Linked DNA regions of Sus scrofa: regions 1 and 3 are each linked to region 2. The links are chromatin contacts, called in public Hi-C maps. All regions are on one chromosome and are shown on one strand. Each heading gives the region's core, a stretch centred on a gene start, on an enhancer-like site or on the middle of the called end of the contact. The rest is flanking DNA. Distances are from core to core; before and after follow the strand shown.

Region 1 (4,638 bases), core at 475-2,974, 130 kb after region 2:
CAGGGGTCTGGACTTTGATAAATCATTAATAGTTCACTAAACAGAGACCCCCATGATGCCCAGCCTGCTACCTCTGGGGCAACGGTGGGAGGTAGGGTCGGAAGAAGCCTGCGGTCTCTACATCCATGATCTGTTGGCTAGTGACCTGTGGTCCCTTGCAGAGAATTTGCTAAATAATCTCAAACATATTGAGGATCTTACTCATGTTTAAAAAAAAAAAGAGAAGGTGGGGGGGGACTACCTTCCTCCTGCTCCTTCCTTCATTCATGAAGAATGTGGTTTCCTTTTATTTTGTTGCCAGGCAGGCTGACAGTTACAGATTTAACCCCCAGCTTTCCCCTGGGAGAGGGCAGAACTCTCTTCAATGGACACACCTAGTGTGGGGATTCAAGGATCCTCGTGCAGTAGACGAATGGCACATTTAAGCCTCAACCCCGTGGGTCATGGGCTGACGAGACAAAGAAGCGGGGTGGCCCCGCCCTCCCCCTGACACCCATGTGTTGCCACCCCTCCCAGTCCGGTCCTGGTTTAGATTATGACAAGGGATGGGAGTTCCCTCCAAAGGGCCATTTGCAGCCTATTTAGATGTCACTCGGGAAAATTCTTCCCGGAGGTCCCAACTACATCTCCTTTTGTTCCACTGTATCTGTCCGTGCCTTCCTTCCCGCTCTGCCCTCCATGCACTGTCAGCATGTGGACATCATTGCTGAACAAAAGAAGCTCCAGGTATGGCAGGACTGTTGAGACTCACCTTTGGGGAGAAGTCAGTGTGACTCATGGCACAGCTGCCTCCAGCCCTGAGGATGCTGCTCTGTGGACACCCTGCATCCTGGGCTGCATCCCCACCACCTCCCTCTGAGCCTCCCAGGGTCAGCTGTCTGGATTCATCTCAACCACTCAGGGGAGCCTGGGCTGACGGCCCCTTCCCTGAGCTCCTCACTATCCGTTCTGGTATGTTTCCCTGTGTTAAGCTTACTTGTCATCTTTCTCTCCCAGATCCCACCAAACAATCCCTGCATTGTTCACCTTCTCATTTGGGACTCTCGGGCCCCCAGAAGTACTAACTCCGGGGTTCCCAGGATAACCCTCCCCAGGTTCTTTCCTCCACTGCCACTGACATAATTTCTCTGGTCTCTCTGGTGTTTGCAGCTCTTTCCCATTTGGTTTCATCAGTGTCTCAATGACCTGTTATTTACCCTTTCTTCTGGGTCATTAGTAAACATAATCAAAAAAATGCTCCTCCGCCATCCGGCTGTCCCTGTGCTAAGCAGGGCCCTAGGGAAGGCCACCCATGTCCCCTGGACCCACCCAACAGCCCTCATCCTAAAACAGCGCCTCGGAAATGGCAGTCGGGCGGCGGGGTGGGCTTTCCTTCCCAGGCTGAGATTTCATATCCCCATGATCCATTTAGTGTCTGGACACCTGGTTGCTATGGAGATGGTTGTCATAAAAGCACACTGATCTGTGGAGAGATATAAAACCGAGCCTGCGGTACACGATCATCGGGCGCATCAGTTCAGAGAAATGGCGGGCTGCTTATCACTCCTCTTTGTTGACACAGGGCCTCTTCCTTTCAAACGCATCCTGGGTGACCTTCTCAGAACGAGGCCAACGCCAATCCATTTCGGTTAATATTTCGTAAGGGACAATCAAGGGCTTCACCAAATGCCAGATGCCCCGGTCTTCCTGTCCCAAGCTGAGTCAGCCCAGAGGAAGAGGACGTTCTTCTCTGGCACAGCTTGTTCTTTGCTGACTGTCATCGATCCACCAGCACAAGAGAGCAGGCAGAGTGAAAACACTGTCCCCAAGGACGCTTCAGATCAGGTGGCTGGGATGAGTAACAGGTGTGAGCAGGGGAGACCTTGCATGCACTGCCCAGTCTGGAGACGCAGAAACTGGAGGGACCCCCAGAGACCGATCCAGGAGGTAACCCTGTGTCTGTCACCTGCCAGCTTTGGACAGAGTGATTCAGCAAGACACACACACAAGGTGTGTAGGGCCGTCCGCTAACCACCATCACCTCCTTCATTTGACTTCTCAAAGCACACTTTTGTTGTTCACTAGCTTAAGGTTAATTTCTCCCTTGGTCTGGTCTATGTGCAGAAACCACTAAGGCATTTCCCTCCTCTTGCTTGGCTGTGCAGCTCTGGCAGGTGCAATTCACAAAGCATAGCTAGAGTCCACCTGAGATTTGCTTGGAATGGGGACTGAAAGAATGAGCTGGTGTCCTGATTTTTAGCTCTGCCACCTGGGAGCAGGAAAGGGGCTGGAAAAACCAGCTCTGGCGGTGGCCGAGTCGTGGATGCAGACCAAGGTCCGCTTCCAGGCTGGCTCCCTGCGCTGGTGGCTTCCAGTAGTGAACCCATCTGTATTCGCACCTGAGACCCAGCTTACCTCTGTGCGCTTTCTTCTTTTGGAAGATGTCTGAATTCTGGAAAATGGGTCATAACTCAGTCGTTGACTCAGTCTTGGATCTTTCAACCATTCCCTTGATTACCCAATGCCTCAGTTTCCTTTTTTTTGGGGGGGAGGGCAGGTTCTATTTAATACTAAACAGCATTTTTAAACTCCTTTTGCTTTAGTTAAGCCTCTCATATTGTTACTGAGAGAGGAGGTAAGGATAAGACCCAGACTAATATGTGTGACTCTGAGAACAGCAAATGCATTTATCATGCATCACAGCAACGTGAGATGCAATGTCGTGTTAAGACACCTGTGTTTAGTACCCCCTTTGCACAGGATGGCATTAAAAATAATTGCCTCTAGAAAACAATCTCACAGTTACTAAAGGGGAAAGGATGGGGGAAGGGTTACATTAGGAGTTTAGGATTAACAGATACACACCACTATATATAAAATAGATAACCAACAAAGATTTACAATATAGCATAGGGCATTATATCTTGTAATAACCTATAATGGAAAATCATCTGAAAAAGATATATATAGAAAGATATATCTATATAAATATAAAAGATATGTGTAAAAAAATATATATATATATAGGAATCACTTTGCTGCACTCCAGAAACTAACATAACATTGTAAATCAACTACACTTCAACTAAAAAAATAATAGTAATTGCCTCATAGTGTCGCAAATTCTTGAGCCTGTTCCACTAAATACCCTGGGATGCATGTGTTATTTCAGCCTCTCATTTGCATATCTTCAATTTCTCTAAATACTCCTTTAACCCCTCCTTATCAATAGTTTATTGACAACATCTTCATTATTTCCCAATTGTCCTTAGCCCTTATCTTCATGTTCCTGGTTTAAGATACTTTTTAAAGAGCCATCTAGAAGCTCAGCTAATGTGGAACCGTCTGTCTAGCTTTCAACCCTCTCCTCATTCATGAAATGGCCCTATTTTTTCTTTTTCCACACTCCTCCCCTTGAACAAAAAAAGAAAAGAAAAAAAAAAGCAAATGTGTTTAAAAAAACATGTCCTCTTCCCCTTACTTCCTTTAGCTGTTCTGCCTGGTGTTTTTTTTTGTTTGTTTGTTTGTTTTGTTTTTTTCTCTTTCTTTCTTTCTCCTGCCCTGTGTTTTTCCTGAAAACTTTAACTTAATCCTGGTGATCTTCCTCATTTTCCTCGCCCTCTGTCTCCATTTCTTGAACACGCTAAAGAAGGAGTTGCTCTTTTGATTTTTTTTTTTTCTCTCCTGGCTCAGCTGAGAGCACATGGAGCTCTCTTTTTTTTTTTTTTTTTCCCCCGCTTTTGCTATGTTTCGTCCTGTTTTTGTGGGGCCTGCAGTCTTGGCCCTGCAATTATGGCCTCTTTCATGTTATCTTTCTCCCAAGGCAACAGCTCACATCCTGGCAAAGCAGACAATGGCAGTGTGTGTCTTTACTTAGCTTTTATACCTTTTGTTTCAGAATGCAGGATTTCCTTATGGTTTGTTTGGGCTTTTCAAAAAGCCTATTTACTGATCCAGAGAGGTGCCAGACTCACGCCCTGAGGAATACAGGCCAAGTTTATATGTGCCTGAAAATACGCCATCATGCCCAGGCCCATTTGATGTTTGGGGCCAACTTAGAGGCTGATTTGATTGCAGTGTGTTCTGTCCTGCTGTTTGCCAAAAAAAAAAAAGAAAAAAAAAAAAAAAGTGGCTGTTAAAACAGGCCAAATCCTTAGCTCTTGTGTAGAAAGAACAGGGCTAGAAATCAGACCAGGATAATGGCTGAATGGAGAAGAATGATGATTACATTTTAAATTATGATGTTTATATATTGGTAGGCAACTCTAATCATTCATTTGTTTAAATTAAGCTCCTTTGCCTTCATTCAAAGTTGGGATTATAAAAAATCACCCAACTCTTTTTTTTTTTTTTTTTTTTTTTGCTTTTTAGGGCCGCACCTGCAGCATACGGACATTCCCAGACTAGGGGTCAAATCAGAGCTGCAGCTGCCAGTCTACCCCACAGCCACAGCAAAAGGGGATCTGAGCCACATCTTCCACCTACACTGAAGCTGATGGCTCACCAACCCACTGAGCGAAGCCAGGGATTGAACCTGCATCCTCATGGATACTAGTTGGATTCGTTTCCACTGAGCCACAACGGGAACTCCCTCATCCACCTATATTTAAAGTTCACATTCCTCTTTTTTTTTTTTTACCGAGGCCCTGTCTTTCTACG
Region 2 (4,479 bases), core at 1,404-3,903:
TTTTTAACCTTTCTAAATGATGAACATTTCAAAACTCCCCAGAGCAGAGTGCGATTACCTTTCTCTCTCTGATTTTTTAATATTTTATTTTATTTTATTTTTTTGTCTTTTTAGGGCTTCACACGTGGCATATGGAGGTTCCCAGGCTAGGGGCCTACACCACAGCCTGAGCAACACCAGATCCGAGCCGCATCTATGACCTACACCACAGCTCATGGCAATGCCGGATCCTTAACCCACCGAGCGAGGCCAGGGATTGAACCTGTGTCCTCATAGAAGCTGGTCAGATTCATTTCCACTGAACCATGACCAGAACTCCCCTCACTCTGATTTTTTTAAAAGCCTCGTGTCATTTCCCTCTACATGCTGGATTGGACACCTCTAAAAAAGATGGGCCTTTCAGATGTAATGATATCACCGTTATAGACCTAAGAATTACCAATAACTCCTTGCTCTCACTCAACACCCAATTCAGATGGAAATTTCTCCAATTGTCCCAACTTTTTCTAAGTGTAGATTCTTTTGAGTCAAGTCTACTCTTTGAGTTGGTGGAGTTTTTGAAGGAATGGAGCCAGTTGTTCAGCAGAGCTTCCTGGGCATGGCTTCTGCCTCCTCTCGTCCACTCACGCTCCCCTTACAGCTCTTAGTATGGGTGACCCCACCTGTGCCCACAGCTGAACCAGGCTCTTTGCCCCGTTTCCATCATGAGCTTTCTGAGGGCAGGTATGACATGTCTTCTCATCTTGGTGTTCCTTGTGGTGGGTCCCATCGTAGCACAGTGTGTATTTTAAGTGGCCTATTGACTCTCAAAAACATCACTGTATTGGAGGAATCAGGGACTGAATTTTTTTTTTTCTTTACCACTTAAAACTTGGAGTCTTGAGATTTTGAAACCTCCCCCGCCCCCATGACTGGGAGTGATGGGTTGGATCCACAGGTATTTGTAGGCAGAGCAGAGGGTTGACCAGATGACCTTTGGGACCCAGGATGACTATAATTCTGGCTGCTGCCACATATTGACTTTGGCCTCTAACTTTGTTCTGGGATTTATCAATATTCTCGTGGTTAAATTCCACAGGCTGGCATCATCTGAGGAGGCAAACTAGGACATGCTTTCTTGCCACCACTTTTTACAGCCTGACCAGGGGCAGAAAGGTTGCCCTCTCTCCCTGTGTTGCTGTGTCATTTAGTGGGGTTAGTTGGAGCCAGGGGCCTGGTGTGTCAGGGTGGTGGCACCTCCTGCCCCTTGCTCTGCTTTCTGACCCAACTTTCTGATCTCACAACCTCTGACTTGTTTATTTCCAGAGGTGTAATCTCTATGTCATCTTGCAAGCAAATGAGAAAATATGGCTTGGAGTATGGACTTTAGCTTTATGATTCATTTGTTCAACCAGATCTTTTTGAGAATCACTATGGGCCAGGTTCTGCCTGCCTAGGTTCTGGGGATCCAGTGGTGGTCAAGACCCCCTTTGCTGGCAAGGAGTTCACCGTTGAATGAAAGAGAGAGACCACCAGTGTCATGGTGGGAGGGAGCCCAGGCGCATGGCAGACAGAGAAAGACACCCATCTCAGACTTCTGGGGGTATGGCAGGGCTTCCTGGAGGAGGTGACTTCCAAGCTAAGTCTTGAAAGACACAGAGGGATTTCCTGGAAGAAGGGGAAGGGGAAGAGGGAAGAACATTGCAGGTATATTCCAAGGAGAGTGAATAGCCTGTGGAACAGGACATGCATGTACTGTGTATTTTCAGAGACGCTTGTAATTCACATTTCTCAAATAACTTTTTCAAAAAGGCTTCAGGGCCCCTCATTGTTCCATTCATGTCCCATTCCAGTGACATGCCACCCAGCTCAAAGGTAACTACTTTTCTGACATCTAACACACAGATTCGTTTTGTTTCGTTTTGAAGTTAAATCAATGAAAATTTTACAGTAAAAAAAAAAAAGGGCTTCAGGGAGAGTAAATGATTTGTCTGGGTGGGGAGAGGAGTTAAGTGATTTGTTGGTGGTGGGGAGAGGGGTTAGAATTATGGTCACAGATTCTCGGAGCAGCAGTTCAGCATCCTGACTTTATTCCATGCCATGTCACACCCACCCCTCTATTAAGTTAGTAAAAAATTTCTCATTTGTGCCAGCTGTGGAAGGTTTGGGCCTGGGGGTTCAGGGAGTACACAGCTGCTGTCTTTGGAGAAGAAACGTTGGGCCAGGTCTACGTGTGGGCAGAACCATTAAGGGCCCCTTCAAAGCATCCCTGTGGGTTCCTGGAGACGGGAACCCCTGTCTCAGAGGATGGAAAAGTTTCTCTTCCTGAAGTGGACACAGACTGTTTTATGTTGGCTTACAAGCTAGAAACTACTGACTCCATGTCAGACTACTGACCAAATAAAATTATTTCATGGTTTACATATTATATGAAAACCACGGTTTATGATATATACATGAAATGTGATTACATAGGCTTAAGCCCACCACAATCTTGAGGAAGGCCAAGATTTTTCCTTCCCTTCTCCACATCAGATGCTTTTTAAAAATCTCTGAGAGGACTTCCTTTGTGGCTCAGTGGGTTAAAGATCTGGGGTTGTCAGTGCAGGAGCATGTTTCATACAGGAGAGGTGATGCCTGGGAGTTCCCGCTGTGGTGCAATCGTTTTGGCAGCATCTCTGGAGCGCTGGGATGCACTTTTGATCCCTGGCCCAGCACAGTGACTTCAGGGTCCGGTTTTGCTGCAGCTGTGGCATAGGTTGCAACTACGGCTCAGATCTGATCCCTGGGCTGGGAGCTCCAAATGCCGGGGAGGGGGCGGCCAAAAAAGGAAAGAAAGAAAGGAAGGAGGGAAGGAAGAAAGAAAGAGAGAAAGGAAGAAAGAAACAATGCCTGTGTAGGTGCTCAAGGAACAGGATGGCGGAGCATGAGGGCCCAGCCCTGCACTCATTATTCCTACCAACTCATTTCTCCTCCTCTTGCCTTGTTTTCATCTGTAAAAACAACCGTCTCATCTCATTGTGTGGGTGAAGGGTTTTGGTGCCCCAGACGCTAGATGCCTTGAGTCTGAGACAGCGTGAGCGCTCCTGGAGCCTCATAGCTGTGAGTGGCAGGGTCTGGGATCCTGGGGCCGAGGGTGGGGGTTAGGGGACCAGGCAAGGCTGCTCCATGCCGCAGCCCGATTTCACTTGGTTGGCAGAGAGAACGCAAGCCAGCAGCGTGCAGCTCAGGGTCTTCATGCATCGTGGAGGCTTTCACCTTCCGCCAAGTCCACATCCCCACTGTGCTGAAATACAATTGTCTCCATCGCGGGATCAGGCAGCAGACCTCCGTCCTCCGTGCGACACCCTCAGGGCCGATCTGAGGTCCCCCAGCATTTCCCCCAGGCTTCCCCCTCCTCCAGCACAATGGCAGTGAGAGGGACAAGGTGCGGGTGATTTATGGGGAACCCTAGCAGCCTGTGAGGCGGGTGGCTTTAATGGTTATCTCGGAGGTGACATTCCATTAGGGGTGATTGAACTTAATTTTAATGGCAGGATGACTTAGTGTTTCATCATCCTCTCCCAGCCCTGAAGGTCAGCAGGAACACTTTCTTTCCTCCAAGAATCACACGCCAAACCCCCTGTAACACGCTGCCAATCTTGGTTAAGGCTAAAGGACTGAGCTGTCCTGGCACCCTTCTGCACAAACAGGTTTGTTTGTCAACATGGGCCTCTCCGGTCAGTGAACTTGGAGCCAGAGGGCACGGGCTGAACATTGACTCTACCACTCTCTGGATGTGTGGCCTTGGGCCACTTACTTATCCTCTCTGTGTCTCAGTTACCCCATCTGTAAAGTTGGGTGATAATTGTACATGCTGCTGAGGGTTGTTGTGAGGCTGACATTGTTAGGTGGGCGTACAGTGGTTAAAACTGTGCCTCCAACGTGGAAGTTGCTAAGGAGACATCAGCACCTGTTGTCTCTGGGGAAAGGAATAGAATAAATAGCCATTGATAAAACATGTTCAAACATACACTGAGCAGACAGTTGAGCAGATGTGAGGGGGTTCAGGGGGAGTAGGTGAGCATGGAAAAATCGATTGAGGCTGATCGGAAAGGGCTCGGAAGGGCAGGTTCATGGGCTTAAACAGCATTCTTTTTTTTTTTTTTTTTTTGTCTTTTGTCTTTTGTCTTTTAGGGCCGCACTGCCTGCATATGGAGGTTCCCAGGCTAGGGGTCTAATTGGAGCTCCAGCTGCCGGCCTACACCACAGCCACAGCCACACAGGATCCAAGCCATGTCTGCAGCCTACACCACAGCCCACGGCAACACCAGATCCTTAACCCACTGAGTGAGGCCAGGGATCGAACCCACAATCTAAATGATATGAATGTTTCCCAAGAGGGAAAGACAATGGGAAGGAAGTATTCTGAGAGGCTCTTTATTGATGGTGGAAATGGAAAGAAATAAATATCTATGAGGGCTGTTATGAAGGAAGGCCCTGCAGGAATCTGAGGCTCGT
Region 3 (4,706 bases), core at 148-2,647, 170 kb after region 2:
AGACGTGGCTCAGATCCCACGTTGCTGTGGCTCTGGCATAGGCTGGCGGCTGCAGCTCTGATTTGACCCCTAGCCTGGGAGCCTCCATATGTCACTGAAGTGGCCTTAGAAAAGGCAAAAAGACAAAAAAAAAAAAAAAAAAAAAAAAAAGAAAAGAAAAGAAAAGAAAGAAAGAAAGAAAGAAATGTAGGCTTTCCTGTCGTGGCTCGGTGATTAATGAACCCAACTAGTATCCGTGAGGACACAGGTTTGATCCCTGGTCTTGCTCAGTGGGTTAAGGATCCAGCGTGCTGTGAGCTGTAGTGTGGTTGCAGACACAGCTCAGATCTGGCATTGCTGTGGCTGTGGTGTAGGCCGACAGCTACAGCTCCAATTTGACCCCTAGCCTGGGAACCTCTATATGCCGCGGGAGCGGCCCTAAAAAGACAAAAGACGAAAAATAATACATAAGTAAAACAAAATGTAAAAAGTTACTGCTTTTACTTATTTAAATGAAAGGAAATCTACAAGCAGGAGAGAAATTATAGATGAGGCAAGTTCTGAGACAGGAACTCTAATTACAGCAGGGCGAGAAGAGTCTGCTTCAGGAAATTTCTGAAAGGTTAAATAGGAAGGCTGAGGGTCAAAATCATACTGTGATGAGAATAGAGAAAATGCGTTTGCAAGGAGCTAAGCTGGGTAGTCACAAAAGGAATGACAAGTACCAAGAAGGAAACCTGAAGCCCCAAGTAAATAACAGAACCTCACCCCAAAAAAGATGCTGAGTATAGTGCACAAATATTCAGAAGGTGCGGAAAGATAAGTCAGAAGCCAAAACTCAGTTACCGCTATCGTGAAAAGGAACAACAGAACTCTTAGCAAAAATAAATGACTTTGCAGAGAGACTCACAGACAAGAGAATAGACTTGTGGTTGCCAAGGCGGAGGGGTTTAAGGGGAGGGAGAGGGATGGACTGAGAGTTTGGGGTTAGTAAATGCAAACTATTACATTTAGAATGGATAAGCAATGAGGTCCTACCGTACAGCACAGGGAACTCGCTCCAATCTCCTGGCATAGATCATATATATATAAAACTGAGTCACTTTTCTGTACAGCAGAAATTAACACATGGTTGTAAATCAACTATACTTCAATAAAATAGATTTTTAAAAAGAAACAAAAAAATTACTCTGCATGTGACTAATACTGCCTTTCTTAGGTAGCTTGGCCTGCAGAGAAAATCACTCCTATCAAGGGTTCTCAGTCCATTTAAGTGAGCCCTAATAAGTGCAAAACCCAACCATGAGGGTGAACCACTGTTATCGTTCAAGGAGTGGAAACCAACAGACAGGACACAGGGGAGTTCGTTAGGACTCTTCAACGCCGATTACAAAATACTGGGAGGAATTCTCCCGAGGACATTGAGTAATGTTTGCAAATGTGTGCAGGTCCGTGTTGACTGTCTGATCCTCTGGACCGGGAAATGCTTCTCAGCCCATCACGGCATGATTTTCTTTTTCCAAATTGAAAATGTGAATATAACTGTAACCAACTCAGAACAGGAGACAGCAGGCACGGCAGGCGAGACAAGAGATTCTGCAATTTGTATGAGAAGAAATAGAATTCAATCTAGGAATGCCTATTTACTGAGCCTCAGAGTGCACTAAGCATCAGGAGCCATAGTCACCACAGTTGATTAAAAAAAAGTATGTCTCCTGTTAATTCACACATTTCCAAGAGGTGGGTGTTGTTAGCCCTCTTTGTTAATGGGAAAAAAATGAGATTCAGAGAGGTTAATTGAACTGGAGATCTCCCGATTTCTAGTCTTAGATCCTTCCTGTGCACTTTCTGTGTTTAAATTCTGGTCCCATCCCTTCTTAGCTGAGTTAGTTGAAGAAGTTATTTAGCCTCTGTAATTGTCTGTTGTTAATGGAAATACTAATTTCTGCCACATAACATGGTTGTAGGGATTCAATGAGGGGACATATGTAAGAATGCCAGCCATGGTGCCTGGCACATAGTAGGCCCTCAGCAAAAGCTGGTGTCTCTCCTTTACTGATGCACAGTGGTGAAGGGAGCAGACTATCCAGCCAGGGTGGCACAACACAGCAGCAACAGCAGAGTGATGCCCCAGTGAGGTGCAAGATGGCCTGCCAGCTGCCCTCTGGGGTCCTATATGGGTACTCAGGCTCAGTAGGGGCTTGCTGTGTGGGTCTGGGAGGCACAGGAACTGGGGCAGAGCCCCTAAGGAGGAAAGGGGTTTATGTGGGTGGAGAGATGGGCAAGGGTTGAGCAGGCAGAGAACAAGGCACTGAAGCAGGAAGATGGGGTGGAGGGAGGGGAGTGTTTGTGAAGGACCCAGGGGGGCTCCTGACCAGCAGGCTGAACAGTGAGCTAAGGCTGGGAAGGGGAGGAGAGGGAAGTCGGAGGTGGCGGAGGCTCCCAGTGGGCAACTTCCACTCAAGGATTTCAACCCATTCCTATAAGAGAAGGGTTACTCGTAAAGGCCTGTCAACTTGGAGTATCCATTATTAAAATTAATTTATGCCAGTGTGTAAACTGGACTGTCAAGGAAAAGGTGAAAAAACAGGGAATTTTTATTATTTTATTTTTATTTATTTACTTGATCTTTTTAGGGCCACATCTGCGGCGTATGGCAGTTCCCAGGTTAGGGGTTGAATTAGAGCTGCGGCTGAGGCCTACACCACAGCCAGAGCAACAGTGGATCTATGTCGCATTTGAGACCTACACTATAGTGTGCAGCAACACTGGCTACTTAACCCACTGAGTGGGGCCAGGAATCGAACCCACATCTTCATGGCTATTAGTCACATTCTTAACTGGCTGAGCCTCAGTGGGAACTCCCTGAATTTTTACATTTTATACACACACAGCCCTTTTTATTACAAAACATATATAGTCTACTTAACCCCACTTTAAAGGGCTTGGGCATTATTTTGACTCTTGCAATCAATTAAAAAGGTTTAAAACAGCTGTGTTTTTACTTTTCTGACATATTATGGTCATATCTAGAATTCATGTGATGTTAAATCAAGAATAAAACTTTTAATTACATCGCTGTTCCTATGGTAAAATATAATCTATTTCAAGGCAATTCACTTTGTCATAAACTTTCCTTGAATAAAACTTGATAAAAAGCAGAGACCCACTGCATATGACAATAATTAAATCTATACTCAACAAGTACAAAAGAGTGACTGTAGGGATAGGTAATTTAGAACAACAACAACAAAAAAAAACCAATCTGAAACATGTTAGGAAATCATACTGAGGTTTGTTATCCATAATCTCCTGAGATATGGATTGTGGTATATATTTAAGAAAAAAAAAAAAACTAGTAAGTACCCAAATTATGAAATGAATTGTATTTTCAAAAAACAGGTTAAAATTCCAAGATCAGGGTATCAGCAGGTTTGATTTCTCCCAAGGCCTCTCACCTCAGCTTGCAGATGGCCGCCGTCTCGCTGTGACCTCATGTGGCTTTTCCTCCAGTCCTATACGCTCCTGGTGTCTCTCTCTTCCTCTTCTTATCTTATGAGATCCCTACCCTTAAGACCTCATTTAGCCTTAATCACCTCCTTAAAGGCCCCATCTCCAAGCACAGTCACAGTCTGAGGTGCTGGGGATTAGGACTTCAAGGTGAATGATGGGGTGTGCACGATTCAGCCCATAAGAGCCAGGGTTGTCCACCCAGACGGGGATATGAGAGTGGGGCAGGAAGGATCTGTTAGTGTATTCACACACTGAGCCTCGGCCACAGCCCAAGCTCAGGGCCAAGGGCACTCAGGAGTCTGAATCCCAGCGCCTGGCTCCTGCTACTGCAAACAAGCATTCCTCTGAAGCCTGGTTGCTTACTTGGAGGTATTGGTAAATATACCAATTTGGGGAAAGGGAAGTGAGCCTTTCCTCTGCCCCAGCACCCTGTTGCAGAAAAAGCATGTGATGGAAAAACCCATCTGGGCTGGGGACAGCGTGAGGGCAAGCGAGCTCTGGGACTGCGAGCTGATTTATGTTGTGCTTGGTGCCTGGAGTGACTCCTGGGCGATCTGGAGCTTGACATTGTTAAGGACAGGTTTTCGTGATGACTTCAAAAAATAGAGTGACTGTAAATAAGAGGGTATTTGCCTGTTTTTAATTTTATGCAGCTCGTTATATCATGGTCAAATGAAAACCTTGGTATTTGGGGCAGGAAGCGTGTGGCCAGCGGCAGGATGGTGCGGGGTGGTGGAGCTGGTGGTGGGGGTGGACTTCAGGCAGGGCTGTGACACCACATGAAAGTCCTTCCAGGGTCTCACAGGAGGGAGGCACACAGAGGGATCTTTAGGAATCAACACAGGTGACTTCTTCTTCCCAACAAAGTTCCCTGTTCTATATACACCTTCATCTGCCGGTCAATGAAGAGATAGGAACAGCGGTGCGGGGGCTGGGAGCGTGACTGACACATGGAGACAGACGCAGAGGGCTGGGCAGCCTTCTGGGTACAGGAGACACACTGCCCTGGGCTCTGCGGCCCTGGGTCATGATGTGAGATGGACCCAAGGCCTTGACATCCCTGAGGCCAGACTGTCCTACTCAGGCAAAGCTCTAAGCAGATCTCTGGATGGGTCAGGAAAAGGCAAGGAGCTTTCCCAAGTTGCTCCACACCTGGCCGGAAAAAGCAGTCACCCACAACTTGAACGGCAAAAAATTTAGAGTCTTAGTACATA

Evidence for each region. Hi-C and Micro-C count contacts between places; a contact is called where the count stands out from the background.
Region 1: a contact with region 2 is called in a Hi-C map of liver, with 6 times the contacts expected there. The contact joins two enhancer-like sites. A contact is called at or near these places in 1 of 5 promoter capture datasets (liver), 6 of 47 Hi-C or Micro-C datasets (embryonic fibroblasts, liver and skeletal muscle) and 2 of 2 datasets of contacts at active chromatin or transcription factors (alveolar macrophages and skeletal muscle).
Region 3: a contact with region 2 is called in a Hi-C map of liver, with 1.9 times the contacts expected there. The contact joins two enhancer-like sites. A contact is called at or near these places in 3 of 47 Hi-C or Micro-C datasets (fetal liver and liver) and 1 of 2 datasets of contacts at active chromatin or transcription factors (alveolar macrophages).

What each region holds. Positions count from the first base shown.
Region 1 is chr14:56,455,632-56,460,269 of Sscrofa11.1, forward strand. No RefSeq gene overlaps it. Among named protein-coding and RNA genes, the nearest start is that of IRF2BP2, 88 kb to the right of the region's middle. Within about 2 kb of position 1,725, at least 23 of the 83 cell types and tissues checked have an H3K27ac peak or open chromatin away from gene starts, as enhancers often do. A contact at or near this core is called in liver, where this site is marked.
Region 2 is chr14:56,321,683-56,326,161 of Sscrofa11.1, forward strand. No RefSeq gene overlaps it. Among named protein-coding and RNA genes, the nearest start is that of TOMM20, 210 kb to the left of the region's middle. Within about 2 kb of position 2,654, at least 6 of the 83 cell types and tissues checked have an H3K27ac peak or open chromatin away from gene starts, as enhancers often do. A contact at or near this core is called in fetal liver and liver, where this site is marked.
Region 3 is chr14:56,491,219-56,495,924 of Sscrofa11.1, forward strand. All of the region lies in intron 4 of LOC102158473 (a long non-coding RNA gene), which reads right to left. Among named protein-coding and RNA genes, the nearest start is that of IRF2BP2, 52 kb to the right of the region's middle. Within about 2 kb of position 1,398, at least 4 of the 83 cell types and tissues checked have an H3K27ac peak or open chromatin away from gene starts, as enhancers often do. A contact at or near this core is called in fetal liver and liver, where this site is marked.